Regions from separate parts of the Mus musculus genome. Here all the other regions are linked to region 1. A link is a contact called in public HiChIP or PLAC-seq and promoter capture Hi-C data. All regions are on one chromosome and are shown on one strand. Each heading gives the region's core, a stretch centred on a gene start, on an enhancer-like site or on the middle of the called end of the contact. The rest is flanking DNA. Distances are from core to core; before and after follow the strand shown. Region 1 holds the start of Plekhb1 (pleckstrin homology domain containing, family B (evectins) member 1). Region 2 holds the start of Fchsd2 (FCH and double SH3 domains 2). Region 3 holds the start of P2ry6 (pyrimidinergic receptor P2Y, G-protein coupled, 6). Region 4 holds the start of C2cd3 (C2 calcium-dependent domain containing 3). Region 5 holds the start of Arhgef17 (Rho guanine nucleotide exchange factor (GEF) 17).

Evidence for each region. HiChIP or PLAC-seq counts read pairs in DNA pulled down with a chosen protein or histone mark. Capture Hi-C pulls out chosen DNA fragments and counts their contacts.
Region 2: an H3K27ac HiChIP or PLAC-seq map of large pre-B cells shows a contact between it and region 1, with 2.1 times the contacts expected there. The contact joins the promoter of Fchsd2 here to the promoter of Plekhb1 in region 1. A contact is called at or near these places in 1 of 39 promoter capture datasets (pre-B cells) and 1 of 115 datasets of contacts at active chromatin or transcription factors (large pre-B cells).
Region 3: a contact with region 1 is called in a promoter capture Hi-C map of pancreatic islet. The contact joins the promoter of P2ry6 here to the promoter of Plekhb1 in region 1. A contact is called at or near these places in 1 of 15 datasets of contacts at CTCF or cohesin (large pre-B cells) and 1 of 9 other capture datasets (pancreatic islet).
Region 4: a promoter capture Hi-C map of pancreatic islet shows a contact between it and region 1. The contact joins the promoter of C2cd3 here to the promoter of Plekhb1 in region 1. A contact is called at or near these places in 7 of 39 promoter capture datasets (the 3T3-L1 cell line, the C10 cell line, hematopoietic stem and progenitor cells and 3 more), 1 of 115 datasets of contacts at active chromatin or transcription factors (large pre-B cells) and 4 of 9 other capture datasets (adipose tissue, liver, macrophages and 1 more).
Region 5: an H3K27ac HiChIP or PLAC-seq map of microglia shows a contact between it and region 1, with 6 times the contacts expected there. The contact joins the promoter of Arhgef17 here to the promoter of Plekhb1 in region 1. A contact is called at or near these places in 5 of 115 datasets of contacts at active chromatin or transcription factors (embryonic limb bud, embryonic stem cells, large pre-B cells and 2 more) and 1 of 9 other capture datasets (liver).

What each region holds. Positions count from the first base shown.
Region 1 is chr7:100,660,935-100,663,741 of GRCm38.p6, forward strand. Plekhb1 (pleckstrin homology domain containing, family B (evectins) member 1) reads right to left here and starts at 1,460. Exons shown (of 9, transcript NM_013746.3): 1 at 1,224-1,460; 2 at 985-1,058. The coding sequence starts at 1,002.
Region 2 is chr7:101,107,427-101,110,233 of GRCm38.p6, forward strand. It overlaps Fchsd2 (FCH and double SH3 domains 2), which reads left to right and starts at 1,349. Exons shown (of 20, transcript NM_001146010.1): 1 at 1,349-1,613. The coding sequence starts at 1,593.
Region 3 is chr7:100,963,020-100,965,826 of GRCm38.p6, forward strand. It overlaps P2ry6 (pyrimidinergic receptor P2Y, G-protein coupled, 6), which reads right to left and starts at 1,347. Exons shown (of 3, transcript NM_183168.2): 1 at 1,200-1,347.
Region 4 is chr7:100,370,785-100,373,591 of GRCm38.p6, forward strand. It overlaps C2cd3 (C2 calcium-dependent domain containing 3), which reads left to right and starts at 1,449. Exons shown (of 33, transcript NM_001017985.3): 1 at 1,449-1,712. The coding sequence starts at 1,658. It overlaps Ppme1 (protein phosphatase methylesterase 1), which reads right to left and starts at 1,112. Exons shown (of 14, transcript NM_028292.2): 1 at 939-1,112. The coding sequence starts at 1,039.
Region 5 is chr7:100,930,797-100,933,603 of GRCm38.p6, forward strand. It overlaps Arhgef17 (Rho guanine nucleotide exchange factor (GEF) 17), which reads right to left and starts at 1,365. Exons shown (of 21, transcript NM_001081116.1): 1 at 1-1,365. The coding sequence starts at 943.

The DNA.
Region 1 (2,807 bases), core at 210-2,709:
AGCCCTGTAGCCGTATCCCCCCCCCCACCCCAAGGCTAGTCCTATGTAAAGAACCCAAGTCCTTTACAGACTGAAGAAAATAATACTCTCTGGAAACAAAAATAAGTGGAAATTATGCCTGAGTAGGAAAAAAAAAAAAAAACAGAGTGGGGTGGACCATATTTGGGAGGCTGACACAGCAGGACTGGGAAATCACAGACTAGCCTTGGCTACATAGTAAAGCCAGACTGGGCTATATATTAGATTCCTCACTACCACTTCACAAACAACTCTTCAAACAAACTACACATCACAACACACACACACACACACACACACACACACACACACACACACACAGAGTGCAGAGAGAAGCCAGGCTCCATCCCGGTTTCGGATGTTAGCGTTCTCTAGCTCTGTAAAGCACCACAGTGCTATAACGCAGCATGGAGCCCTCCCAATACAACTCTAGCTACCAGTCTACTGGAGGAGACTGGAGGTGAAAGTAGCCAATGCAAAGAGTGTGGCTTACCCAGGAGGAAGTCGCTCTTTGCCCAAGGGGTTCAGAAAGGCTTCCCCAAGGAAGCTGAGGGGTCGTGAAGGGGAAGTAACATTTCCCCAGTGTGGATCAAAGAACCTCACATAAGCACTGCTGGAAAGTCCAGGTCTTTAGTAGGCTTAGAAGATGAATGAGGGGTTGGGGAGAAGATGTGGGTTGGCAAGGGATAGCGCTGCAGAGGGTACCAGGCTAGAACAAGGACTGGGAGGCAGTGGACCGTGTGTATAGTGACTGCCTGGGGGAAATACGGTCAAAACAGGGGGTTAGGTCATATGATTAGCGGGTTACATGGTCCTGTCCCCTGGATCCGACCCTCCACAGTCGCTACTTTGACTAGCTCAGTCCATTCCCCACCTCTGCAGGAGCAGAGAATCCCAGAGACCAGGGCATTACCTATTTGGGAAGCCCCCCCCTTACTTCTTCCTACCCCAGAAACTCGTCCTTACCGGGGTTGCCGGGCTCATGGTTCCTGATGGTCAGAGCTGCATCCCCAAGAAGGTTCCAGAAGTGGGGCTTGACTCTGCCTTAGAGATAAAGGGATCAGGAAAGAGCTACCAAGCAGGCGCTGAAGGGAGAGGTAGGGAGGGACCGCACCAGTCCTAAAGAAAGTCACCCTCTTTTCCAGCCCCCTCCCGGGCTTTCCTGGCTGAGATCTCCTCTGTCCTTCTGTTTTTGGCCAAGTCACCTGGTGATTCCGAGGTGGTGTTGATCCAGGTCTCCAAGATAGGGTAGGGAGGAGGGTGGAATAAAGGAGACTGGAGATGGGGCAAGGCAGGTTCTCTGGCCCAGTTTAGGGCAGGGCTAAGTTTTCATTCTGAGGCCTAGCAGGCTGTGTCCATCTCCATCTCCCCAGTCGTGGCTGTGCGGCCTGGCTCCTTAAGTCTCCCTTCTTGGCTCCCCGGTCTCTTTAATCTTGACCCAGAGCCACCCCAGTGCTTCAGCCCTTTCGTGCTGTGCGTGCTCTGGGGGATTTAGCACAACAGATCCTATTAGCCAGTAGCTCATCCCCTCTTAGCAGCCCCAGCAACCGCATCTTTCAAACTACGCTGTTTTTCATCTCTGTGCCTTTAACTCATTCTCTGGTCTCTGGAAAGTCTCAACCCTACCCAATTTTGACTAATTTTTCTCCTTTCTATAACCGGGATGGGAGGAAGGAGAGAAAGAGACAGATGCCGGGCAGTGGTGGCGCACGCCTTTAACCCCAGCACTTGGGAGGCAGAGGCAGGCGGATTTGAGTTTGAGGCCAGCCTGGTCTACAGAGTGAGTTCCAGGACAGCCAGGGCTACACAGAGAAACCCTGTCTCAAAAAACAAAACAAGAGCCGGGCGTGGTGGCACATGCCTTTAATCCCAGCACTCGGGAGGCAGAGGCAGGCGGATTTCTGAGTTCGAGGCCAGCCTGGTCTACAAAGTGAGTTCCAGGACAGCCAGGGCTATAAAGAGAAACCCTGTCTCGAAAAACAAAAAACAAACAAACAAACAAACAAAACAAAAACAAAAAAAGAAATAGACAGATGGAAGAAAAAGAGAAGGAAGTTGAAGGGAGGAGGGAAGAGTGGAAAGGAACGGGAAGGAAGGAAGGGAGACAGGGAGCTATCTCTCCCGAGAATATTGGCAGGTTAAGCCGCTAAAATACTTCTATAGTCGCTATTATGTTGATAATGATCAGTTAAATTCTCATCTAGATACTCCTGAAGTTCATTTTCCTGCACATACGCAGAGGTTTGGGGGCAGGGTGATCTGACTCCCTCATTAGCAGCTCTGAAGATTCTCCTTTGCTGCTCTGGTTACCTTGAGGAAAAAAAAAAAAAGGCTTTTAAGTCAAACAGCCACGGGGATGCGCAGGATAACAGCTGATGACGCCAACTCCGGAAAGCAGCTTCAGCCTGGGCTGTTTCCAGCGGTTTGGATTACTAGGCTTGGTGAACTCTAGGTGAACCGGCTGCGACCAGCTGTCTCCATCTACTAGAGAGGGACACGCGTCCTCTAGTGGCCTAGAGAGGGACTGCTGTAACTGTTCTCCAGAAGCAAAGCATCGATTGTTCCAAAAGCAAACCTCCCTCCGTGCCTGTGACTGGCATTAAAGCGGTCAGGAGGAGATGGGTCCAACACGAGGCCGCTGACTGTATAAGTGGGTTGCTCAGCCTCATTTAGTCACCAAAGACACCTTCCTTCTCTGGTGTTGCTCATTAGGCCTAATAGAAAGCTTCTCCGGGCAATTTCTTACCTACTGTGGTACATGTCAGCTGGTAACTGATAGAAGAAGCGGC
Region 2 (2,807 bases), core at 99-2,598, 450 kb after region 1:
TTCAAGTAGTTCAGGACAGGCAAAGTGAGTTGACCTAGAAGTCCTCCCTTCCAGACAAGGGCTTCCTTCAGAGGCTTCCTCCATGGCCCTTGCTGTCTCCCTATGGTTCTTAATCTCACCTAATCCTTTCCTCTGCCATGCTAGTGATGAACTCAGGGCCTCTCTGGCTGCTAGGCATGCGCCCTAACACCAAGCAAGATACCCCTCCTCACACTCAGCCCTTGGGATTCTAGGCATGCCATGTGACCTTGAGAATGGCTCCAATTCTCTGCGGACACCAGCCTTCCTATCTGTGATATGGGAGTGACCGATTCAAGAGATTTTCATTCTTTTCCTCAGTTGACTCCACGAGGTCTGGCTAAGTACTCTGGAATAGGGCATCCATTCCTTTGCCTGGCAATTTTAGGTTATTTCACCTGTCCTCCAATGGCATAGGTCTGGCACCTGCGGCTAGTTGTAAAAGGACTTGTTCATGCTAAATTTCTCAGTGCACGTTTAGCTGACTAGGAGGGAGGGTACGCTGAGGGACTGAGAGAAAGCAAAATCCCGAATCCTCTTAGGTACCTCCTTCCTTATTGCAAACAATCCCACTATGAGCCTAGCCCCCCTCGACTCCTGCCAAATTCCCACACAAACTGTGCAGCCGCAGATGCAGGCGGGAGGCGGGGGCGGCCTGTGCGCGTGCGTCGGAGCAGAGTCCTCTCCCTCCCACGTGCGCGCTCCCGGAGGAGTCGCGCGCCCCAGCGGGCTGGCGGGAAGGCGCGCGGGAAGCCCCCAGCTGCCTGCTCGGTGTGGGGGGAGGGAGGACGGGAAGCGTCCGGAACGTTCCATCGTCGGAGAGAACTGGGGTAGTTCTCGAGTCCCGTTCCCGTCCCCACCGTTCCCCTCGGCCGAACAATCCGTGAAGTTTCCCCCTTTCTCACACCGAGATCCGGAGCCCCGTGGCGCGGCCTGGCTAACCTCCCCCCCTCCACTCTGAAGCAGGCGGTGTGGCCGGGAGCGCATCCCCTCTGCAGCCGGAGCGGGGCGCTGTGGCGCGCGCCAGGGGCCGGAAATTCCCGCGGCCTGAGTGGTTGGCGGAGCTCTAACAGGGGAGCGTGGCGCCGCCTTCCTCCTTCCCGGGCCGGGCGGGGGCGTTGGGCACCGCGAGGGCCGGGCTGCCCGAGTGGGTGGGGGGCCGCCGCGTCAGCCAGCTGCAGCCGGGCCGCGGCAGGCGGCGAGCGCGGACGACGCGGCCGCTCCTCCTCAGCCGCCCGGCGAGCCGCGAGCCCCCCCCCCCCGGCGGCCCCCGCCCCCTGGCCGTCTCCGCCTCCTTCCCTCACACACCCCCCGGGCCGCCCGGGCCCCAGGCCTTCCCGGCGCTCCTCCTTCTCTCCACACTCGCTGCGACCCGGCTGCTCCTGCCGCTCGCCTGCCTCGCAGCCTCCGGGCCGATTCCTCTTCCTTCTCCTTCCCAGGCTCTCCTTTCACACACACACAAGCGCGCGCCCTGGCTTGCTGGGCCGCCCCATTTTCTCCAACCCTCCTCACCCTCACAGTCCTTTAAACGCCGCCGTCAGGGGTGGGCGGAGGATTGATGTCCCTTCAGCATCATGCAGCCGCCGCCGAGGAAGGTAAGGGCGCAGCTGGCGGGGGGCTTTGGAGATTTGGGGGGTGGCGGTGCGTACAAAGAACGCGGCTGGGGCGACCGCTGCGCCCCCTCCCCCTTCCCGCAAGGGACCGTGACCACTCTAGCTTCTTGGCTTGTCAGAGTTGCCGCCCGCCCCAAGCAGGGGGTCGCGTGTACGGGGTGTCTTTCTGACGGAGGGGCGGCCAGTGCTCCTCAGTACTAGGGAGGACACCTCCCTCCCCCCGAGACACTCGCTGGAGTTTTTTTTTTTTTTTTTTTTCTTTCGGGCATGCATGTGTGTGTCTGTCTGCATGGCAGTGCTGCCCAGAGCAAAGTGCATTCTCAGAGCTGTATGGGGGAGAGGCGGGGGAGCCCCTGCAGATTTGCAGAGCCTTGTGCGTGACGGATTGTTTAGTCTGCGCCAGGTTCGAGCCCTCCAGTCGCTTGTCGACACTCCACCCATTGGCAAATTCGCGGGGGGATTTGTTTCAAGTCTCGCCTCAAGATTTGGCCTTTTTTTCCCCCCACGGGGCTGCGGAAAAGAAGTTGGAACGGTCTCCGCCCTCCCACCCCAAGGGAAAGCAAATTAAGGATTGACGGGTCCTGCTTAACCCCCACCCCCCATCCCTTTTGCCCCGCCTCGGGCTAGGGGGCCAGGAAAACAGCAGAGCTTCCAGTACGAAATCCAGAACCTGGCGTTGCATGGTTTGAGCACTACGGTTGGGGTTTGGATGGCCTGGGTGGCAGTGACGGTGCTCTGGGGCTGCCAGCAACTCGGCTGCTCCCTTCTACACCTTTCCGCACTGCCAAGGCTGTGTCCTTGCCTTTTTAAATCTTTCAGATGGATACTAGGTATCTACTCTGAGCAGTGGGTAGAGACAGTTACATCCTTCCCTTGTGGGCAAACATTTGCCTTATGAGTAACTCATCATCTATGCTTCCCTTTCTTTTCTCTTCTTAATCTGATTTTTTTGCCCAGTTACTGATCCTCCCCCTTTCCCCCTGCACGTGTACCCCACCTCTCCATGTAGCTTTGCTCTGGTGGTCGGGATTCCACCACGATCACACACCAATTGAAATCCCAGGGTCCGGCCTGGCGAGGATGGCTCCAGCCAGCTGGCTTTGGCGGTTCTCTCTGTTTGAAGTGGGCTGCCACCCGGCCTGGCTTGCTGGGTTAGTTTAAAAGCCCTGCATATGC
Region 3 (2,807 bases), core at 97-2,596, 300 kb after region 1:
ATTTCTCCAGGCTGGCCTTGAACTCATTACGTAGCTGAGGATGACCTTGAATTTCTGATCCTCCTGCTTCTACATCCTGAGTAGGGGCATGACAGATACTCACTGCCATGCCCAGTATCTTGTAGTGCTGAGGATCCAGCCCAGGGCTTCAGACATGCTTTGCAACAAGCTGAGCTTCATCCTAGCCAAATGGAGTCTCAGCAGTAGAAACTCCCACTGGCACTGGAGCTACACACACTCACGAACTACACATCCACACCTTTGTCTTGCACACACATGCAGATGCACCATGGAAGGCATAGCACTTGGTACATGCATGTAATCCTAGCGCTGGGAAGGCTGCGCCAGGTACAAAGCTAGCTTCGTACGTTCCGGAGGTAGCAGTACCAAATATGGGGCGCCTGCCTGCCTTTCCTCCGTCAGGATCAGCAGAGGCAAATGTGAACAGAAACCCTCAGAAGGATTTAGCCCTGCTCCCAGATACATCCAATTACTCTGCTTTTCTTCCCCTTAACAAGCAGTGCCTGGACTCAGGGAATCCGTTTTCCCAGTGGAGTTAACCTCAGGCTACATTGTATTTTAGCATCCTTCCTGCTAGTTCCTGCCAAGGCGCCTGAGCAGCTCTGAGAGTCCCGCCCAGCCCCTCCCCAAGGGACCCTCTTTACTCTCTAAAATTTGACACACACAGAGTTTTGGGTTTTTTTTTTTTTTTTTTTGAGATAGGATCTTTCTGACCTGCAACACACAAGAGATGCACTATGCAGAAGAGGCTAGTCTTGAACTCACAGAGATTGCCTACCTCTGCTGGGATTAAACACATTTATATGCTATATCATCTAGCATAGACAATACTCAGGCACATGCTCAGCTACTTGAACTCACAGGTAAGAAGTTGAGGCCCAGAAAGGGGAAAAAATGTCATGTTTCATTCAGAAGTCAAACTCTGACCTCTGCCTCAGTATTCCACCTCCCCACCCAAGACACAGTCAGGTCCCCATTTCCTTGCCTCCTCCACTCCAGGCCTCTGTGCCTTGTCCCCCGGTGTTGTGCAGCCTAGTTCTGGGCAGAACTTGGTAGAGGAAATAAGAGGAAGGGAGAAGGCCCCACACCCACCCACACCTGCTCAGCCTTCTGCACCCAGCCCGGGACTGCAATGGTGTGCACAGCGGGCAAACACTGGAGGAGGGAAGCACCCTTACCTGAAAACTCCCTCTGACACAGCAACCGCCTGCAAGCCATGAGAACTGGAGCAAGCTAGACTCCCGAAGCAGCCCCTGCCACCAGGCAGTTCTTGTGCCCCAGAGTGCAGGAGTCTGGGAGGTGGCAGATGAGGTAACTGGGACTACCAGGAGGGGAAGTGACACTGTCTCTCAGGCCTCAATCTGGAGATCTTGCTCAAGTGTCTGGCACAAGGCTGAGTCAGCCACTGCCGGACTAGGAGCAAGTCACCCCTAGCTCTGCCCACTCAGCCTAGCGATGGGGACCGTCGGACCATCAGTTTAGCCTGAGGGTTCCTGGGAAGATGGAAGGAGGGAGCACTCAAGGCCCAGGGCTGGGCACAGGGAGGCTCCTAGCTACACACCAGCTCCCCTCCTGGCCTCTCTCAAGTTTGGACAGAGCCTGGCTCCTGCTCATTACTGCCACAGGGAACAATTACCCTGGTTTCTCAGCAGTGCCTGGAAGGCTCATTAAGAGAGACCCAGACCCCAAGATTAAGGAATCTGTTGTCTGTGACTCCAACCATGCATGTCCAGACACCACTCTCCAGGGACCAAGAATGGCTCCTCAGAAAGAGGGTGGCTTGGAAGAAGGGCAGAACAGGGGTGACTCTTCCTCCCTAACCTCCATCCATCCTGGGGCTTGGGCAGGACCAGCAGAAGGCAATGGATAGCTCTGCCTGGGTACTTGACTGGCCCGGACAGCCCCTCCCTGTCAATCGGATTATCCCCTATCCCCTTTCTCCTCGTCTGGTGTCATTTACTAGGAGTGAGAGTGCAGAGCAAAGTCTCTGATCGGAGGTGAGAGCTTTAGAGAAAAATCAAGAGAGGTGTGTTGAGTAGAGTTAGGGTCTCCTCAAGTGGACTGAACTAGGATTTACTAGGTCTCCGTTTCCTGTACCACTTTCTGTCTCTCTCTGGAGAAGTCCACCCAGCCTGGAGGAGACCGTACCTCAAGCCCTACAGGATGGAAGCAGGCCAGGAGCTAAGGCCAGGCAGGCTCCTGGGCCCTGCTTCAGTTCGGAACGCCAATGCTTTGATTTGTGCCCAGAGCCTGGCCTGCAAGCCCTCTGCAGGCCAGAAGAGGAAATACACCCTCTGACCTACCCCAGCAGAGGGGTGGCTCTGGGGCCTTGCCTGGGTTCCAAGACAAGGCAGAGGTGTCTTGTCCCTTGGTCCTCTTCCCTGGCATGTATACATGAAAGAAGAGCCTCACAGTGGAGTTGTGTGAGGGAGCTAACACAGCTCCAGGTGTAGGAAGATCAAGATTCCCTACACAAAGCTTGCTTGGTGGTCCTAGCCTGCCCCATCCCCTAGGCTCCCAACCAAGCCCATTTTTCATACTCTAAGCCCCAGAGGCAGAAAGCATTTTCCCTTAGCCCAAGGATAAGATGGCACTGGTTAACTCTGCTTGAATTTGCTGTGTGACCTTAACCAGTGTCTGTCCCTCTCTGGATCTCAGTTCTCCTATCTGTAAGATGTAGTAGTAATAGCAATAGTAATAGTAGCAGCTGCAGTAGTAAGAATGATGATGATGATGATGATGATGATGGTGGGGTGATGATGATGATGGTGGTGGTGGTGGTGATG
Region 4 (2,807 bases), core at 199-2,698, 290 kb before region 1:
TTAATAAATGTTTCTAACCCACACACATAAGCACACACACACACTCAAGCCCTACTCCCTTTCCAGCAAACCATTTACTCCCATTTTATTGTTAAGTGGTTACTCCCAGTGCTTCACTAAGTCTAATTCTTAGACCAATAGATAGTTTCCCTCAGGTCCCATTTGCTTGGCAAAACAAAACAATTGACAAAATCTTCTTTGGTTTTCAGATTTTACCTCTCCAGTGCTTCCATTTAACAAATCCTACTCGAAATTATTTCTCAGTCTCTGGGATATCAGTGGTCACTGTTCCAAACTCAGCTGTCTTCCTCATCACACCCCCCCTATTTCCCTAGCCTCTGGGCTCACTCCCTTGATAACAGTCCCCTAGCCATGTTCTCTGTCTTTCCTTAGGCCTATTCTCCAAGTTTTCTGATTCACCCCCTCATTCTCTGAACTTGACTCTTACACTTCTGGAAACTTTCTCTAGAACCTTCTACTCCCTAGTCTTTGCCTCAGATGTTTTCTATAACCCTCAGGTAAAAACCTTCTTACTCCTGGCTCACTTACTTGATTCCCCAAACCCGTCAACTTTTCTCTCAGTCATTCCCTATTCCCCTCAACGATGCCAGATTTCTCCTCATCTCACTGATTCACTCTTTCTCCCAGACTCATCACTTCTAGAGTTGATTCCCGTCATCCCTTAGATTATCCTTTCATTTTCTCAACCTTGTCCTTATTCCCCTTCTCCAACAATGTTATCAGTCCTCCAGTGGACTACTCCCTTAGCGCCTCACCTAGTCCCCAAATCTACCTTCTACTCTATCTAAACACCTCCAGGCCAAGGCCAGCATTTCCTCCAATTCACAGCGTCCCTTCCCGTGGCACTCTGAATGCCCAGACACCAATCTCCAATGGCCTGGGCCTGGTCTCCTGGGAGAGTGGTACAAGTCACGTACCCCATCCGCATCTTGGCTCCGCTCTGACTGCCCCCGCTGCCGGGTAGAGGAGGGCGAGAAGGTAGGCGGCCGAGGTGCATGCTTTTTTCAAGGGCCGACATCAAAGGGAGGCCGCACGTCGACAACAGTGGCCCAAGGTCCGTCCCACGATACGTGCAGTACAACCGGTCACAGCTCTCTCCTCTAACGACGCCCAGTCGCCTTTGGACAGCAACCAGCCACCGGCAGCGCCGCCTACCGCCCACTGGCTCAGTAAGCCCCGCCCCCTCGCCGCAGCGCTTCCACCGGAAGTGCGCAACAGCCTTCGCACAAAGGAAACTGGGTAACGGAGTCTGCGGATCTCTCAGACTCCTATCAGAGAACTCGACAACCCTAGCAGGAAGAGACCTCTTGAAGGCAATGCATGCTGGACAATGAAGTCCTCAAATAGTGTATCAATTTGCGCTTGCGCAGATGCAGGTGCCCTGGTCCAACTTGGCCAAGGTAGGGAAGCAAAGCATCATGGGTGTTGTAGTCCATTTGCAGGGGCTCTAATTGGCGCCTTCTTTTGGCACCGCTTTCCGGGAACTGTTGGTGAAAGAGTGTTTCTTCCTGCGTCCCAGGCTTCCCAGCGGCGCCCGTTGCCGGGGAACGCAGGCGCCGTGGGAAGGGATGGCGGGAGCGTACAGCTTAGGAGCTGGCACCTGCGTTGAATTTGTGACGAAGGGCCCAGGCTCGGGATGAAACAACGGAAAGGCCAAGGGCCTGGGGGCGGCCGTGGGCGCAAAAAGAGAGGTAACTTTATTTCTTTAAGGTTGAGAAAAGCATAAAAGGGCTAAAGAATTCTAAGGAGACTTCCACCCGCTCCGGTTAAACAAAACAAAACAAAACAAAAGAGGACGGAAGAGAGACTAACTAGGGAACCAGAAAGTTAAGAGAATTTTTTTTTTTTTTAAAGAATGGAAAGGAAGTAGCGCCTGAGGGTCGATAAATGAGGCAAGTGAGGATTAATAGATACGGATAGGAGAACAACAAAATTAAACGTGCTCTTTTTACGACAGGGATACACGTATGTGTGTTAGAGGTATTCGGAGTAGGGGGAAGGGACATAACTCTGTCCGGAAAAACCTTAGATGGTGAAAGGGTGTGTGATAGAGGACATCGTGAAACCTGTAACCCAAGCTTACTCAAAAAGCAAATAAAACCACTTATATATATATATACCCTTCTACTTCTCTGATTTTTTCCTTGGGAAGCGATTGCGCTTCATAAGAATATACTGAGATCTCATCAGGAATCAATACAAGGAGTTTTTTCAACTAAAACAGTTTGTGTCCTGTAGCATGAAGAAAAAGATCTACCATAAAGCGCAGGGATAATTCGTTGAAATGGAAACATATGTGCATATATGGACTGCTCCTCACTTAGAATGACTTGAATCCAACTTAAATCCTCTTAGTTATCCAGCTCCTATAAGGGGGCCCTATGAACCCCAGGCTGGCCTTGAACTTGATCCGCCTGCAGAAAAACTCTTGGTTTTTTTTGTTTTGTTTGTTTGTTTGTTTGTTTTGTTTTTAAGTCTTCTCTAAATCTTTCAGAAAAGGTACTGACTGAAAGGAAAGCCAGAGTTGTAACTGATCGCTTCATTTACATATTATTCATCACCTTTCTGAACTCTAGTAAGATTTGACGTTAACATTTTGAACCCAGAACCAAAGGTAGCAGCAAACCTAAAAATGTTAGTCTCTGTCCTTGACTGTATGGTCTTGACAGCAAAGACAATTTAAGAGTGAGATAAAGAGCCTGCTGTGGTGGGCTAGCCTTTAAGCCCAGTACTTGGGAGGCAGAGGCAGGCAGATCTTTGTGAGTTCAAGGCCAGCCTGGTCTACA
Region 5 (2,807 bases), core at 115-2,614, 270 kb after region 1:
CTCCCGGATTTAGCTCGTCACTGTCCTGGCTGCAGCCGTGAACCAACTGAGAGCGTCCAGGCCGGAGACCTCTCCCTCTCCAGCGACGGCCATCCTCACCATTTGGGTCCTCGTCACTGCCCGAAGAGTGGCCGCCGAGGTAGGCCGGACTCTGAGGCCCAAGCTGCGACTGCGGTCCCTCCTCTTCCTCCTCGCTGGAACTAGCAGCCCGGCTGCGGCTGACAGGATAGGAGGAGGCAATGGAGGAGGAGGAGGAGGCCCGGGCCCCGGCCTGCGGTTGGGAGAAGCTATGCCAAGAATGTAAACCATCCGCCGGACGCTGCGCCCGCTCCTGTTGCTGGTGCTGCCGACGTCGCCTCCCCTCGATCCCGGGCCCGGACAGCGGCCGCGCAGAACGCAGGCCAGCCAGAGGAAAGCACGTTCGAGGAGGTGGCGTCGGAGGTTGCCGGGGATCGCGAGTTGGGGGCTCCCACGAAACTCTGTCGGGGCTGGTCGACCCCAGGGCCTCAGAGTCCATACTGGGTCGTCTGGAGCTCGGACCGCCGAAGAGTTTGCGCATCTCTGTGACGCTGGGCCAGGCCCCACGTTCAGAGCCTTCCGCAGCTTCTTCTGTGGTGCCGGAGGAGCAGCCCCCGTCCCGGGTACCAGTGGAGTCGTCGTCCAGACCCGCCGCGTCGAAGCGCCGGGAGAGCTGGCGCACCGATGGCGAGAGGCTGCGGAGCGGGCGCGGCTGCGCGGGGGCGGCCGGGGGCCCCGACGCCAGCTTGGACACGCGCCGGGAGGGCTGGCCCGGGACTGCCGCGGCTGGCCGGCACGAAGCTCGGCGCCGCAACCCAGGGGTGTCCGCGTCCTCCTCCCTCGGCCCCGGTCCGCCGCTCCAGCGCTCCAGCAGTTTAAACGAGACGCTGCGATAAAGTGGGGGTCGAGGTGACCCGTCCGCCATGGTTGGTGCTAGTCACTCCGGGGGGGCTGGCCTCGGGACGCCGCGGCCAACCCCCCCTGCACTCCCACTCCGAGGGCGCGCAGTGGCCACGGTCCGAGAGCCTGGGTCCTGCACCCGCAGCGTGCGGCGGCTGTGGAGGAGGGTGCGGAGACGTGAGCAGAGGTTTATCAGTCGAAGATCAAGTTTCCGCGGCTACAAAAGGCAGGAGTTCCATCCTGGGCGGCCCCTCTCGCCCCTGCGGCGACCCCAGGCCCAGCCTTAGCCTCTGCGGGAGAGGCCAGGGACATCGCGGTCCTGCCGGTGAGGGGCCTAAGGCTCGGTTCCTGCACTCAAAGTCCGCCTGCCAAGCCCGGCGGCCCGCCTGCCTCCCCTCGAGCTCCCGCTCCAGCTCCCTTTCCCTCCCTCTAAGCAGCTAGCTCTCTGCTCCCTTTTGTTGCAAATAAACTTTGAGGCAGAGGAAAGGGGGCGGGGGGCGGGGCCTGGCGCCCAAAAGAGGGGGTGGGCTCCGGGAGCGCGCGAGGCTGGGAACACTGTGGGGGGAGGGAATCGGGGAGGAGCCGAAGGAGAAACAGGATGCTAGGACTTTTGTAGACCAAAACGACCCTCTAGGGGAGTCGGCTGCGAAAGCCGCGGGCTGATCCTCCCTGGGGACTCCTTCAGATACCCACAGGAGCTGAGAGTGGACAGCTCTGCATAAAGTAGTCCCCGCTTTCACGCGGGAACCTCTGCCGCAGGGGCTCCAACATGGCAACCCAAGACCCAAAAACTCAGGTACACACCGAAACTCAGGTACACGCAGAAACTCTCCTGGCCGGAAAAGAGGTGGGGCCCAGGGAGACGTAGGTGGGGCAGGCCCACCGGAGCGCTTGTGGTTCCCCACCTTGCTCAGACCACGCCCCGTACTCATCCTTCAGTGGCGAATCCCGCCGCACCACGCCCATGTCCCGCCCCTCACTCTCCCAAACGCTCCACCTATCTCCCACCTCCCTCTGGTTTGTCCCTCGCTGACTGTCCCTTAACCCACCCAATGCTGCTTTAGCAGTCCCACCACTCAGGACTATTACACACAACTTCCCCCGCCATTTTTCCAGTTGCCACGCCCCCTGCCCTCTAAGGCCTGGCGTCCTCTAATCTCTAAGACTCCGCTCCCCACGTCTTTCTGCGGTCGGGGTACGTTGCTCTTGCGCCCTCTGCGGGCAAGATTCTCCGCTTTCTCCAAACTCCGTAGAGATAAAACTTCATCTTCCCACAACCAACCATAGAAGGGTTAGGAAGGTTTCACTTGCTTACAGGCGTTTCCTGCCCCCTTTGGCAAGCACTCTGCCCTTTCTTTGGCCTCCTGCACAAAAGGTGTTTGCACGGGAACGCCCTCAACTTCCCTCCGCCAAACCTATACTCCTACCTGTGGGTGCTCCACCCTCCAGACCAGGAAGGTGTCTCTCCCGCTGCAACAATGATCTACCCTAGACCTCCCCTCCCGCTCCTGCTGCAGTCTAGCAAGTCTAAAATTGTTCTGGTTACTGGGATGTCAACTTCGCACCTCTGTTAGGTCCCTTTTTGCCCAGAGGCTTTAAATGTAGGACTCCACACCTAAATGAATGAAAATATATGGACTGCCTAGGACGTACGGGTAACATTTTAAGTATTTTATTTAATCCTTAGGCCACCCTTGGGGATAGATGTTATTAGAGAAGTCACAATAGCCATTGCAGAAGTCAGAGGGAAAGGATAGCTCTAGGTGTGGCTCAAATCCAGACTTTAAAGTTGTCAATCATCACGGTTTTTTTTAGAGATTTTGATGAAGAAGGAGGGTCTGATTCCTTTAAGTTCCAGCAGCCTTTCTCTTTGTGGGTGGTGGGCAGAA